2 separate regions of the Mus musculus genome follow, and region 2 is linked to region 1. The links are chromatin contacts, called in public HiChIP or PLAC-seq maps. All regions are on one chromosome and are shown on one strand. The core of a region is the stretch at or near the end of the contact, and the rest is flanking DNA. Distances in the headings are between cores, read along the strand shown.

Region 1 (5,979 bases), core at 2,260-4,759:
TTCATGTTTTTGACAGATATTAAATTGTTCTCTCTAAATATTGTACCAATGTGTTTTACACTGACAGTATTTCTCAGAAGTCTCACCAACACAAAATTTGTCTAATGGATCATTTGTCTTTCTTTTATTGATTTGTAGAAGTTCTTTTCATATTCATGGTATCAATCATTTATTTTATATAGCTATATGTTTAAATAGTGTGTGTGTATGTATCAAGGCTCATTTTGATGTAGGTCTTTTCTTCTTGTTTATTTTTTCAGGGTGAAATACTTGTCATTGTTGCTCTTTTTCCAGGAGCTGTTCTAATATTAAAATTATTTTAAAAGTCACTTATGGCCGGGTGTGGTGGTGCATGCCTTTAATCCCAGCACTTGGGAGGCAGAGGCAGGTGGATTTCTGAGTTTGAGGCCAGCCTGGTCTACAGAGTGAGTTCCAGGACAGCCAGGGCTACACAGAGAAACCCTGTCTCGAAAACAAAAACAAAAACAAAAATAAATAAATAAAAGTCACTTATGCATCACATGCCATAGAGACTTAAAGTTTTTACACTTAAATGATACTAATTCCATTCATCTGGAATACATTTTGATAGTGAATGTTAAAAATCTATCCCAACGGGCCTCCCTTTTTTCTGAGCCTTTTCTGAGAAGAAAGGGAGGGCAGGAGGATGTTGGGGAGGGGAAAGAAGAGGGATAGACTGGGAGGAGAGGAGGGAGGAGAAGCTATGATCAGGATATAAAGTAAATAAATCAATTAATTAAAAAAGGAAAAAACTCTATCCCAACTTAGCCCACACCTCACTGTAGATGAATTTTCATCCTGACTTATCTCACTTATTAGAAGTGTCCAGGTTATCTAACATACATAGGTGTATGCTCATACACACTGAGTCATACAAGCATATGCATGTCTCTTTATAGGACATATTCTGTTCTCTTAATCTTCTGGGAGTAATAATATCCCTCCCCTGTTGTCGCCCAACATCTGTCTGGTCAGCTGTACTCATTTATGTTTTCTAGATCAACTAAACAATTCATTTGTAACCCTGCTCACTAATTGCTACTGAAACGCACTTTAAACAAAACCTAATCCCACAAGATTTAAAGTAGGAAGCCTTTGTCACGGAATGAGAGTGATCTGTCTCTTTCTTTCATTTGTTTTTCTCCATTTTACTCTTCAGCTCCCTTCTGAAGTCCCTAGTTCTCGAGTTTCCTCAGCTTTCTATACTTTGATGCCTTAGCAAAATTAATCATTTTATATTATTTTTATAACTAGTTATTACTAAGGCTGAGGAAATTGTTGATTTTCCTATGATTAGTCCCTGACTGGCTGCCCTGTTGTACTCTTGCACTGGGTTGTAATGGTTTTTCACTTATTTCTCTTGAGCTTTGGGTGAATAATAATATCCTCTGCAAATAACAACTTTATGCCTCCCATAATTACACTTCCCATTCAATGGCCAGAAATCTCTTCATGAATGTTAAACAATTTTAATGCTCATGAGCATCCTACTTTTAGAATACTTTTAGGAGAGGGTTGTTGGTCTGGAATAGACACATTCCCTCACATTAAAAGGAAGTAGCTTTTTAGGTCTTTTGGGGGTAACAATTACTGTCTGTTCTCCCACTAGACTTTGTAACTAGTGTCCCTGTTCCTCAATCCAGATAGACCCTTTTCCGTGCTCTGTACTTAAGAGGGGGAGCCTCCTTGGCCTTCATCTCCAGGCATCATGCACCAGCTACCCTGGCTCATTACAGCCAAAGGGAAACAGAAGGCAATGGATGGCTGTGTTGTCCATACTTCAAGCAGTTCCCTAATGGGCTTCCCTGCCCTGGCCCCTTAGACTCCTCTCTGAGTTCAGCCACTTGTACTTAGCTTTCTCATTAATTTACATAATCCTGACTCTACCAAATTCATTACATCATTCCTCAGTCTCTCTCTTTTCATTCAGACTTCACTTGATTGATAGATTGGGGCCCATTGTTGACTCTTATTCAAACATCAGCAATCTAAAAATAACCAAAATGGTTTCTCCCTGGTAACATAAATGAAACACTTAACTATCCATGCATTCATTTAAGAGAATAATCTGAGTATCTACTATGTGTCAGTTGCTACAGTAACATGAAGATTGACATGGAAAACCATGAGCTAGGGGGATAGTTTAGGTGATAAAGTATTTACCATGAAACTCTCAGGACCTGAGTTCAGTACTTAGTACCTAAGCAAAAGAGTCAGGCACTGTGGCACACATTTGTAATCCTAGCAATTGGAAGTAAACACAGGCAGATCTTTGGGGTTCACACAGCCTCACCTAACCGGTGAGTTCCAAGGTTGCAGAGAAAACTTGTTCTCAAGAAATCAAGATGGATTGTGTCTGAGGAATGACACCAAGGTTGACCTCTGACCTCCACACAATAGGTGCAGTTAAACACACAAACACACACACACACACACACACACACACACACACACACACACACACACTTGAAAATAGCACAAAATAAAACAGAAGGTCCCAATCCTTCCTTCTGTTCTCTTAGGAGAAACAGATACTGAAGCAAATACATACATCATAGAACTGAGTGTTATTAAAGATACATATGCTACAAGGACAGTCACAGAGTACTTCTCACTGAAGGTGACAGTTAAATTGAAAGAAAACTCTGGAAAAAGCCTTCCCCAAGTACCAGGTCCCTGAGACAGCAAATAGCAGGTGAGGCTGAAGGTCTAACAGAGTGTCCCCAAAAGGGAGTGTGTGTCAAAAGATGTGGGTAACCAGAAAACAGATCTAGAGCCACACCGCTCAAGAGAAGTAAGTGGAAGTCATCCTCTCCCTTCAAAAAATTTTATCAGCCATATGTTAAAAGGTTTAAAAAAACAAAACAAAACAAAACATTTAGTATGTTTAACTTAGCTCATCAGAATCCAGAAGGCCATGCAAACAGAAAATCCTCTGGCGCCCCAGTCCCTTAAACAAAATAATGTGCTACTGGCATATAATTGGCCCACCTTCCCAATTATTTGACCATTGTTTTTATATTAAATGTTTATGTTCAAGTATGTGTTTTATTCTTCAAGCACATCTCATTTTGGACTAGCCATATTTTAAGTGTACGGTGGCCACTGTCATGACAACACAAAGCTGGATGTTGCAATCCTTGGGCCTAGGTGGCAAGGTCTTGTATGATTAGCAGGGAAAGGATGTCTGGGACTTATCCCTCTCTCCCAGTACACTGTGGAGTATATAGTTGCTGTTCAATGTGTGCTTGCCACACAGAGTAAACTACAGAGTACAGTCAAGAATCCTGAAACAGAGAGATGGCTCCAAAATCATTTCAGTATCATCTTTAGGAAACTGGGCCCATCCTGGGTACCCAGGTTAGGGAGAACATTGGGTCTACTTGCTGAGACTCCTATCATGGAGGCTGTTGAAGGCTACTGCCCCCATGGCCAGCCACTTGGTGCAGCTGCTCTCTTAATTCAGAAAGATCACATTGCACCATATGCCAAGGAGCTGGAGGGAGGGAGCCCATTAGCATTCATTGTAGGCAGCTTTTCATTTGGAAAAGCACCTCAAATGTGCCGATCCACATTGCTTTGCTTCATTTTTCAACATTCATGAGTGTAATTGCATTTATTTTTCTCGTCAAGACTGCAAAACAAGTGATAATTTACTATATTACAGCCCATATCGGCTGGGTTTGCAGTCACAACAACTTTAATCCGCCCTCCCAGGGGCTGGTGAGTAAGCAGGGGTGGTCTTTTCAGAAAGCACTACAGTTCTTTGACACAGGAAGTTTGAAACCAGCTGTTCTTGAAGGTCACAGTAACAGCAGCAACAAGAAATACCTAGAAAGACAGAGTTCTCCAAATCTGCTTCCCATTGCCTTAGGTCCACTTACAGTAACAACATGAGGCAGACAGATGTTTCCAGTCTTACATCACAAGAAGAGAGACTTGGGTACAAAGAGGTGATTCTTTGCCATGCTATCTATTCATGGTAATGGATCCATGATGCCCAGAACTGTGGTATGACTCAGGCAAGACTTGGGCAGCTGGGAGAGTTGACATGACCTAAGCATTTAGCCCATGTGTCCAGGGCATCTGCCCATTCAGGTAAACTACTTGCTTAAGCCTGCCACAGAAGTCCCCCTTTCTGGAGAGACCTGAGGCAAGTGGGTGGGGACTTGATTCAGACCCACCTGTTTTTGAGCTTCTAGAATGAGAAGTGGGAAGCCTGGTTCTGAAAATTGCTATCTATAGATAATCTCTTCCTTGTCAAAACAGAAACTAAGTCCTCAGGTCTATCAAGACTGCAGGGCACAAATGCTCATGAGTTCTTGAGTAGCTCTGTAAGGATAACCAGGATCCAGGTCTAAAAGATGTCTGAGGAATTTTGGTTTGCAGGCTGTTTTTTGAGACAAGGTCTGACCACATGGCCAAAGCCAACCCTGACCTTGTGATCTTCCTGCTCCTGGATCTGGAATGCTGGGACTATGTTATTAGTTGTCATGCCTGACTAAGCCTGCTGGTCTCCTAAATTCATTTCCTAAGTACGATTACAGTAGCAGGCATGGCTGGAGTTCAGTGGTAGGAAGACCTTCATCTGTTGTCGGGGATCTTTAAAAGGATGTATACTCCATAATCTGGCTGATTCCCCACCCCAGTCACAAGCCAGGGCTTGGGAACAGCTGGTATTACCCTGATGGTTCTAGGTGAGCTGAACAGATCATGTGAAGCCTTAGATCCCCCAAACAGACAATTGCCAACATGCAACTTGACATTTCTAGCTCTCTCTGAGACAGGCAACAGTGGCTAAGGCATGTAGAATCTGAAATGTCATGTGTTGATCTGTGTTCAGAGAGTCACTACAGATACCTGGTCGTCATTCTCTCTTACAGTGGGCCATTGCCAACTGTTTCTGTTTCTTCTCTGCAGAACCAGCACCCCTAATGATATCCTCAACCTAATTCAGAAACTAGTAAAGGTGACTATATGTGGACTCTAAAATAGCCATGTCTGGAACTCGCTGCTGAAGCTCAGCATACAAGTAAACAAAGAGCCTTCAGTAACTAGTGGTAAAAGGGAACTATGGACTCCATAGAGTAAAACAGACCACAATTAGCACCTAGCACATTTCAATATGCATAAAAAGAGAAAAAGGGACAGGCATGAGTTTTATCCAGAGGACAGGTAGACATCCCAATCCAAGGGAGAGTTCAGCTCTGAGACTGGTCAGCCCTTGGAAGTCAACTGTTTGAAATCTCTCAAGGGTCCACACACCCAACATTTTGTGACATTTAATCTCACTGTTCCCAGTTGCACAGCCTTCTCTTCAAGGTTACAGAAAACCCTAAGCCAAAGAAGGCAGTCGACACTATCAGTCAAGGCACTCCAGGCAACTCTCCTGGCTGTGGTGCCCTTGAACTTCATATGAGAAGATGCCCCTGGTAACCCTCCTGGAAGTCAACTATGTAGAGACTCCAGGACAAAGGTTGGTGACTTTTTATTTTAATCAAAGGAAAAAGATTTTCGATCTAGGAAAAATAATCTTTCTGTGATTATTGTTTACATTATAAAGTCTAAAACTTTGTGTAAAGTTTAAAAACCCAGGCTTGTAAAACTGAACATTTTTTTTTTTGATGGAGTAAAATCAGATAATCATTTTATTTCATCCTGGTGTTAAATCAAGTCTATCTTTTAATTATCAATACTACCACTAACCCCCAAAGAAAAACAAGTATTCTTTTACAACAGCTATACTGTGTTTAGAATGAGTCTCTGTGTCCATCTACACATCCTTGAGTGCAGGTGAGATTCTCTTCATTCTATTTAGTGAAGAAGCCATAAAGTCTTTGACTGCCAAGCATCATACCCCAACAGAATAGCCTCACAGATCCCATGTTATGGCAAAAATACAAGAACACTGTATTTTTACCTACTCAATTTGCCTTCATTGTGTAGGGCCCAGAGGGA
Region 2 (5,979 bases), core at 1,753-4,252, 320 kb after region 1:
TTGGCTTTAACTTGTAATACTGAAACCCACTGATAAATAGACTAATTATCCCGTATCTAATTACGTAGCCATAGCCTTCCCTCATTCCCAAATCATGTGTTCTGTTTACCAACTATTATCAAAGCACTTTTTTTCTTTTACTATAATCCCTCGCCAAAAAAAAAAAAAATGTAGTGGCTCATGAAACACAGGGTAGAGTAAGGTAGGGGGAAATTGCCTTTGATGACAGCTTCTGACTCCGACTTTTGGACACTGTGACCAACAGTCACAGCAAAGCCCATCAGCCCTCAATGTCCTAGATGTAAGCTCACAAATTGAAATTGCTTCCGAGACCGGGGAATCTTCAGATCAAAGGAATATGGAGAACACACTACTGAGTTTTAAAATGCATTATTTACTCAGACTTGCAGAAAGTTTAAAATAAGCTTTTTCAAAAGAGACCCAAACTATAATCATACTTATAACAAATTTGGATTCTGACAATACCACAATGAGGAATAAAATAAGAAGAGAAGTCCGTTTTAACAAGTCAACAGTTGCAGGATTAACGCGTCGACAATTACAGATGTTCATAAGGAAAGCCCCGGAAGAATCCAGTTTAAACGATCTAGTTAGCATTAAAGTAGAGCGATAATGAGCTAGGTATAGAAAAAAAAAAGATGCCCATTTCTATAAATGAGCGGAGCTTAGAACGCACCAAGTCACCAAGACAAGCTAATCCTACTCCTTTAAGGAGCCGGGAACAACGCAGCCGCTTGCTAAATATATGCTATTGTAGCTTTGCAAAAGCTATGGGCCCAGGTAGAACCAAAGGAAACATATGGCGCCTTCGCAGTCGATTTCTTCCCAAACTGTACTCCAGGATTGCTTTTCTTCCCGGTGTGTTCCGAGCAGCAAACAAAGAAAAGGTGCTTCCTCCTCACACTTCTCTAAATGTTTTAACAAAAGGCTGCTGAATAAACACATTACTCATTTAAAAATTGAACCGAAGTTCTATCCCTGAGATGAAAGCGGCTCGATTTGCATTTAACAGCTGTGAGCGAGCGCCACCTTGCGGTAACATGCGGAACCGGCGTGCGTTTCAGCCCTGGACAGCTTTCTGGAGCAGGTTCTGGGTTTACAGCTGCTACCCAAAAAAGGTCTGTGGGACGTGTTTGATCCGGTTTCTGCTGCGGGAACGTGAGTACTATTAACGTATGAATGTCCCGCCAAGCCTTAGAAGACAGTAAAGATTAGAATCATAAGTCATACCCGGGTCCCCAGGACTGCCTCAAGCACCCTCCTGCCAGCTTCCTGACACAGCACACCTAACGCAGACCCCAAAGCGAGGGAAACAAGAGCCTTGAAGCATCTTCAGAATGATGTTGCGGCCGTCTCTTTTCTCCCCCTCTTGTCCCAGCCTTTCAGCTTCAGACACCTCAAAAAGAGTGGCCTCCTTGCTCAACTTCGCTGGCACGAAAACAAGCTGTTCCTTCCCATACATCCTGTGTCCAGTTTCCATTTTAACATCAAGTCAGGGAAGAAAACCTAAGACATTTCTAACGGAATGTCACTCCGGCGGTTCTTCCTCTCAAAAGCAGCCTGTTTAGAGACTTCCATCAGGCTCACTGCCTTTCTTTCCCTTTCTTCCTCCCCTGATTTCTTATGTGAGCACAGCTGTTGCTTAGCAATCCAAAAAGAACCCTTTCCTAAGTTCCGCTGACATGCCTCAACGTGCCCCCCGCCCCCGACCCCGACCAGCGACAGCAGCTCAGTGTGGTCACTCCTAAACCAAAGGTGCTAAGAAACTTCGAGGTGATTTTGAACTTGGAGGTATCCCTCCCCACCTCTCCTTCCCTCTTTAAGGGACTCACGGAAGGAAGCCCTACCAGTGGGGTTTTAGTGATGAGAGAGACCCTCGGTAGTGGTCTCTTCAGCTCAGTCGCCACTAAGAAGACACTAGACACACTCTGGGGAACTAGCTACCTGCCCATGGGCAAGCCGAAAGACGAGTGTCCCGAAGTTTTCAGAAGCCCACTAGCTCACTGATCAAAGCCACTGCACTTAAAGGGCCTTAGCAGGGTACCCATTACTCTGGACAGAGCCACGAGGTGAGGTGAGGGTTTAGCCGAGTGGGTCATTCACAAGAACACTCCCATGGGAAGTCCCAGCTGCTAAGGGCTCGCTAAGGGGAGCGGCGTGTTTAGAACAACACTGGATGATCTTCAGTGTCTCCCAGGAGAAAGGAAAAGCCACCGCCCTGGCAGCCTGGGCCTGCTAGGGACCTGTGCTCCCCACTCCAAGAGCGCGCAGCCCAGGAAGCTGCCCGGGTGACAGTGCTCCGCGCCGGGCGAGAAGCGGCGCCTCCTCCCTCCACCCCGAAACACTCGAGTGACAGGTTCCGACAAGTGGGAGGCAGCAAGTGGAAATATTCGCAACAGCCGCGCAAAGTTACTCCCGCCCGGGGGTGGGGGGGAAGCGGCAGGAAAGTAAGGCGACGAGGGGCCAGGGGGGGACCTGGAGCGGGACTGGGCACGCCTGGACACAGCAGCTGCGTCCGGAGGTTGGGACGGGACTCCCACCGGGCCCCGGCATCCCCTGGCCACGGGACCCAACTTTCTCCTCCCAGGGCTGGGGAGAGCGAAGGGGCCCGGGGAGCCCGGCGGGCGCACTCACCTGCGGCGCTCTGCGCTCCGGCGCCGGGCAACGGCGGCCGCTGCAGCCCCAGGAGCAGGAGCCGGAGCAGGCAGAGGGCGAGCCCGCCAAGGCTCCCCATCCGGGCGGCAAGCGGCTCAGCCCCTTCCCGAGGGCGCCGGGGCCGGGACTCGGGCGGGCGCGGGGCGGCCCCGCATCGCCAGCGCGGCTGCAGGCAGTGCGCGCCGCTGGGCTCCCGGGGCTGGCTCCTCTCCGGCTGCGGGAGCCGGCGCCGCTGCGCTCCGAGCCCAGGCGCGGCGCGAACTGAGGCGCGAGGCTGGGCGGGGGCGGGACGCGGGGGCCGGGGGGCGGTGTCCCCAGAGTCCTAACGCCGCCGCCGTCGCCGCCGCCCGCCCGGGCGCTCCGCCTCGGCCACGCACACACACCCTCGCGCGCACGCCCGCCCGCGCCTGGCACACGCCCGCGGCTGCCACTCGCGGGCTCCCCCACGCACCCTCTCCCGGGCTGGCCGGCTCGGGGCCGCTCGCGCACTCAAGCGCGTACACACATCGCTCTTGCACACACAGGATCTGCGGGGTATTCGCCTCTTCGCCCCGCGCCACACCACCCAGCTGAGCATCGCTTTCAGGCTACCCTGCGGGGGCGCAGGTACGAGGCGATGGGGGGAGGAGAGAAACCTGGAACAGCCTTTGAAGTAAGGGTGGGAGAACAGGTGACTGGGGGGGGGGGGGGCAGTGCGAGCAGGCAGGGGGAGGGAGAGGCCCGATCAACTCCGGACGCTACAGGGCTGTGAATTGCGGGAGGGGGATGCTTCGCAAAGCTGGGGACAGCTGTTGAAGGGTCTCCTGCACACCCTAAAATTCTCTCGTATATTCATATTCTCCCTTTCTCTTTCTTTCTCTCTCCCTTTCCCTCCCTCTTTCCTCATCCCCTATCATCTAGTCAGCAGTCCAGCACAGCCGACCTTAATCACAACACATCTCTTTCTCTTGTCCCTAACCCCGCCCTACACACACAGGTGTGGGAATCTCTCCCCCTTCTCTAGCTGCCTCCCCTGTTCTCCCTTTCAGAGAGAAATGGAGCTTTCCCCCTTTTGCTTCCTGGTCTGAACAAAGACCTGGCTGGGGCTGAAGGCCTAAAGACATAGATCACTGGGCAGTGCCTGCCACAGCCCACAGGCCTGCCACCAGGGGAGGGATGTGAGCCTTGTATATAAAGGCCTTCGATAAGGACACCCAAAGATGCTGAAGGGATTCCTACTTTGTAAACACTTTACTGCCTGCCCAAAGCCCTCCTTCGGTTTAACAAAGTGTTTCCCCCTCCCCATTCCACTCCCTTGTTGGAGTCCCAAAGGACTGAACCGGACAGACAGACCATTAGGAGTCATATGGAAGTCAAACACAGCCAGCATCTCCAAAAGTGGGGCACCAGGGGCTCTGGGTTGGAGTTGCTTTGGCAGAGCCTCACTGGTACCCCAGCTCTGCCGAGGTGGACGTTTTTTATTGAACACCAGCCCATTTATTTCTCTCAGCCCACACTTGTAATTCCAGGCAAATGCTTCCACCTGGCTCTGAACGACCTCCCTCCACCTCCACAGCCTCCACTTTTCTCAAGATAAACACAGGGGCCAGCCCATTGCATGGCCAAGCACCTCCCACACTTCCCTGGTCAAAGCACTCTCCCAGGGGAGAGGACCCCTCCCCCCCCCAAAAAAAAGAAAACCCTGCTGCTTAGCCCTCACTCCAGGGAATAGGGTTTGTGCTCTGGGGGGTTTTGGGGGGGGGGGGAGTGGCGGGAGCCTGGGAGTTAGACCTCTTGCAAGCTACCTTGCAGGTCCTTAAATTTTTTACTAATATTGACAGTGCACTTGACTGGGCAGTCATAGCCTTGGCTGTTCTCTGGTGACACAGGATGATTGCCCCCCTGGGAACAATAGGAATAGAAGATCCCTTCAGCTCAGAGCTAAACTGCCCAACTGTTTGATCCAGCCCATGTCTATCCAGGCCTAGCCTTAAGTTAATGAGTTAGAGTGCAGCCTCTAAGAAGAAACATGACTCCAGCCCACAGCTGTGATTGTCCTGGCTGATGGGAGACTGGGGGGGGGGGGGGGGGGGGCTCTGACCCAGGAGAGGAATAGGAGGTCTCTAAGCCACTAAGTAGTTTGGTGTAACTTGTCAGGGTTCCCCTGAGTGCCTGCCAATCCGTCCCCTCTCTCAGGCATTCTAAGGATAAAATAGCGGTTCTCGGGACATCTTCTGGGCTCTCACCATCCCTCAGCTCCTGAGCCCATGCTACAGGATGTTATTTATCACTGTAGCCAAAACTCCAAAATCCGAATGGGGATCGCATGGCCCCAAGGAAAGTCATCTTGTTTCTTGGTGAGCGACTAGCAGAATGTGACCTGATCACAGCAGCAGGTCTTGCTTGCCCAGCTGCAGGGTCTCAAACCAGCACCCTCTTGGGTTTGGTCTGGAGCTGTAGTTCCCAGGCCCTGTGCTCCACCTACTGACTGGTAAGCTTTGGCATCTGGCCTCACTGTCACACTGCACCAGACCAGCTCCCTCTGCCTGGAAGGGCCATCTCACATCCCTTCCCGGGTAAACTCACTTAAGTTTCTCTTTGAGGCATTTGGTCAGCAAACCTGTTGTCCTGGTCCCCTAGGTGCATCACCTAGGAGATGCTATCTCTCCACTTGTCTGTCCTAGGAGACAGTTCCCACAATGCATCTGGACGCTTCACCCAGGGCTGAGGGCAGAGGAGCTTTAAGGAAGGAGGAGGGTGGGTCCCACAAGATCAGTAATGCCCTAAAGATCTTCTCAGAACCAGCTAAAACCACCCTCTCAGAAGGCCAGGGTTCCGAGAGCTCCAGGGTCAATTCCTTACTTCCTGCATTAGCAGCTGGAGGGGGGGGGGGGGATATCTGGTTAGAGAAGAGAAACAGCCATTTGACTCCATCCACCTGCCCAGTGGGAGGGTGCTTTCCTCTTGGCTCCTAGTGCAGGGCAGGCTTTGCATCAGTGCTGAATGAAGGTAGAGCCCAGGGGGTGTCCTGTGATAGCTAGAGGGAGTGAGTACTCCACCAAGCAACCTCCAGTGCTGCTGGACCAGCAGGCCTCTCTCTCTCTCCCCCCCCCCTCTCCCTTCCCCTCCCCCTCCCTCTCATCCTCTGGGCCAGTATTCCATTTACCCTGTGGGATGCTTGGCAAACCTTTAGAAGCCTTAGTTTTCCTATCTGCATGGTGACTTCCCTTCCAACCCTAGTAGGGGTCGAAACAGGAGAATTCAGATGTTGTCTCTTTATCTGGGCAGTTTTCAAGGAAGTGGAAAATGGGATGTACCCTCTCC

Evidence for each region. HiChIP or PLAC-seq counts read pairs in DNA pulled down with a chosen protein or histone mark.
Region 2: an H3K27ac HiChIP or PLAC-seq map of SST interneurons shows a contact between it and region 1, with 10 times the contacts expected there. The contact joins the promoter of Ptprt here to the enhancer-like site in region 1. A contact is called at or near these places in 7 of 39 promoter capture datasets (cranial neural crest, frontonasal cranial neural crest, hippocampal neurons and 3 more), 1 of 484 Hi-C or Micro-C datasets (cortical neurons) and 4 of 115 datasets of contacts at active chromatin or transcription factors (SST interneurons, astrocytes, embryonic forebrain and 1 more).

The regions. Positions count from the first base shown.
Region 1 is chr2:162,338,577-162,344,555 of GRCm38.p6, forward strand. All of the region lies in intron 2 of Ptprt (protein tyrosine phosphatase, receptor type, T), which reads right to left. Among named protein-coding and RNA genes, the nearest start is that of Ptprtos, 49 kb to the right of the region's middle. Within about 2 kb of position 3,510, at least 5 of the 459 cell types and tissues checked have an H3K27ac peak or open chromatin away from gene starts, as enhancers often do. A contact at or near this core is called in SST interneurons, where this site is marked.
Region 2 is chr2:162,658,145-162,664,123 of GRCm38.p6, forward strand. It overlaps Ptprt (protein tyrosine phosphatase, receptor type, T), which reads right to left and starts at 3,003. Exons shown (of 31, transcript NM_001291150.1): 1 at 2,656-3,003. The coding sequence starts at 2,755. 9430021M05Rik (RIKEN cDNA 9430021M05 gene) reads left to right here and starts at 3,019. Exons shown (of 4, transcript NR_033569.1): 1 at 3,019-3,282; 2 at 3,577-3,652.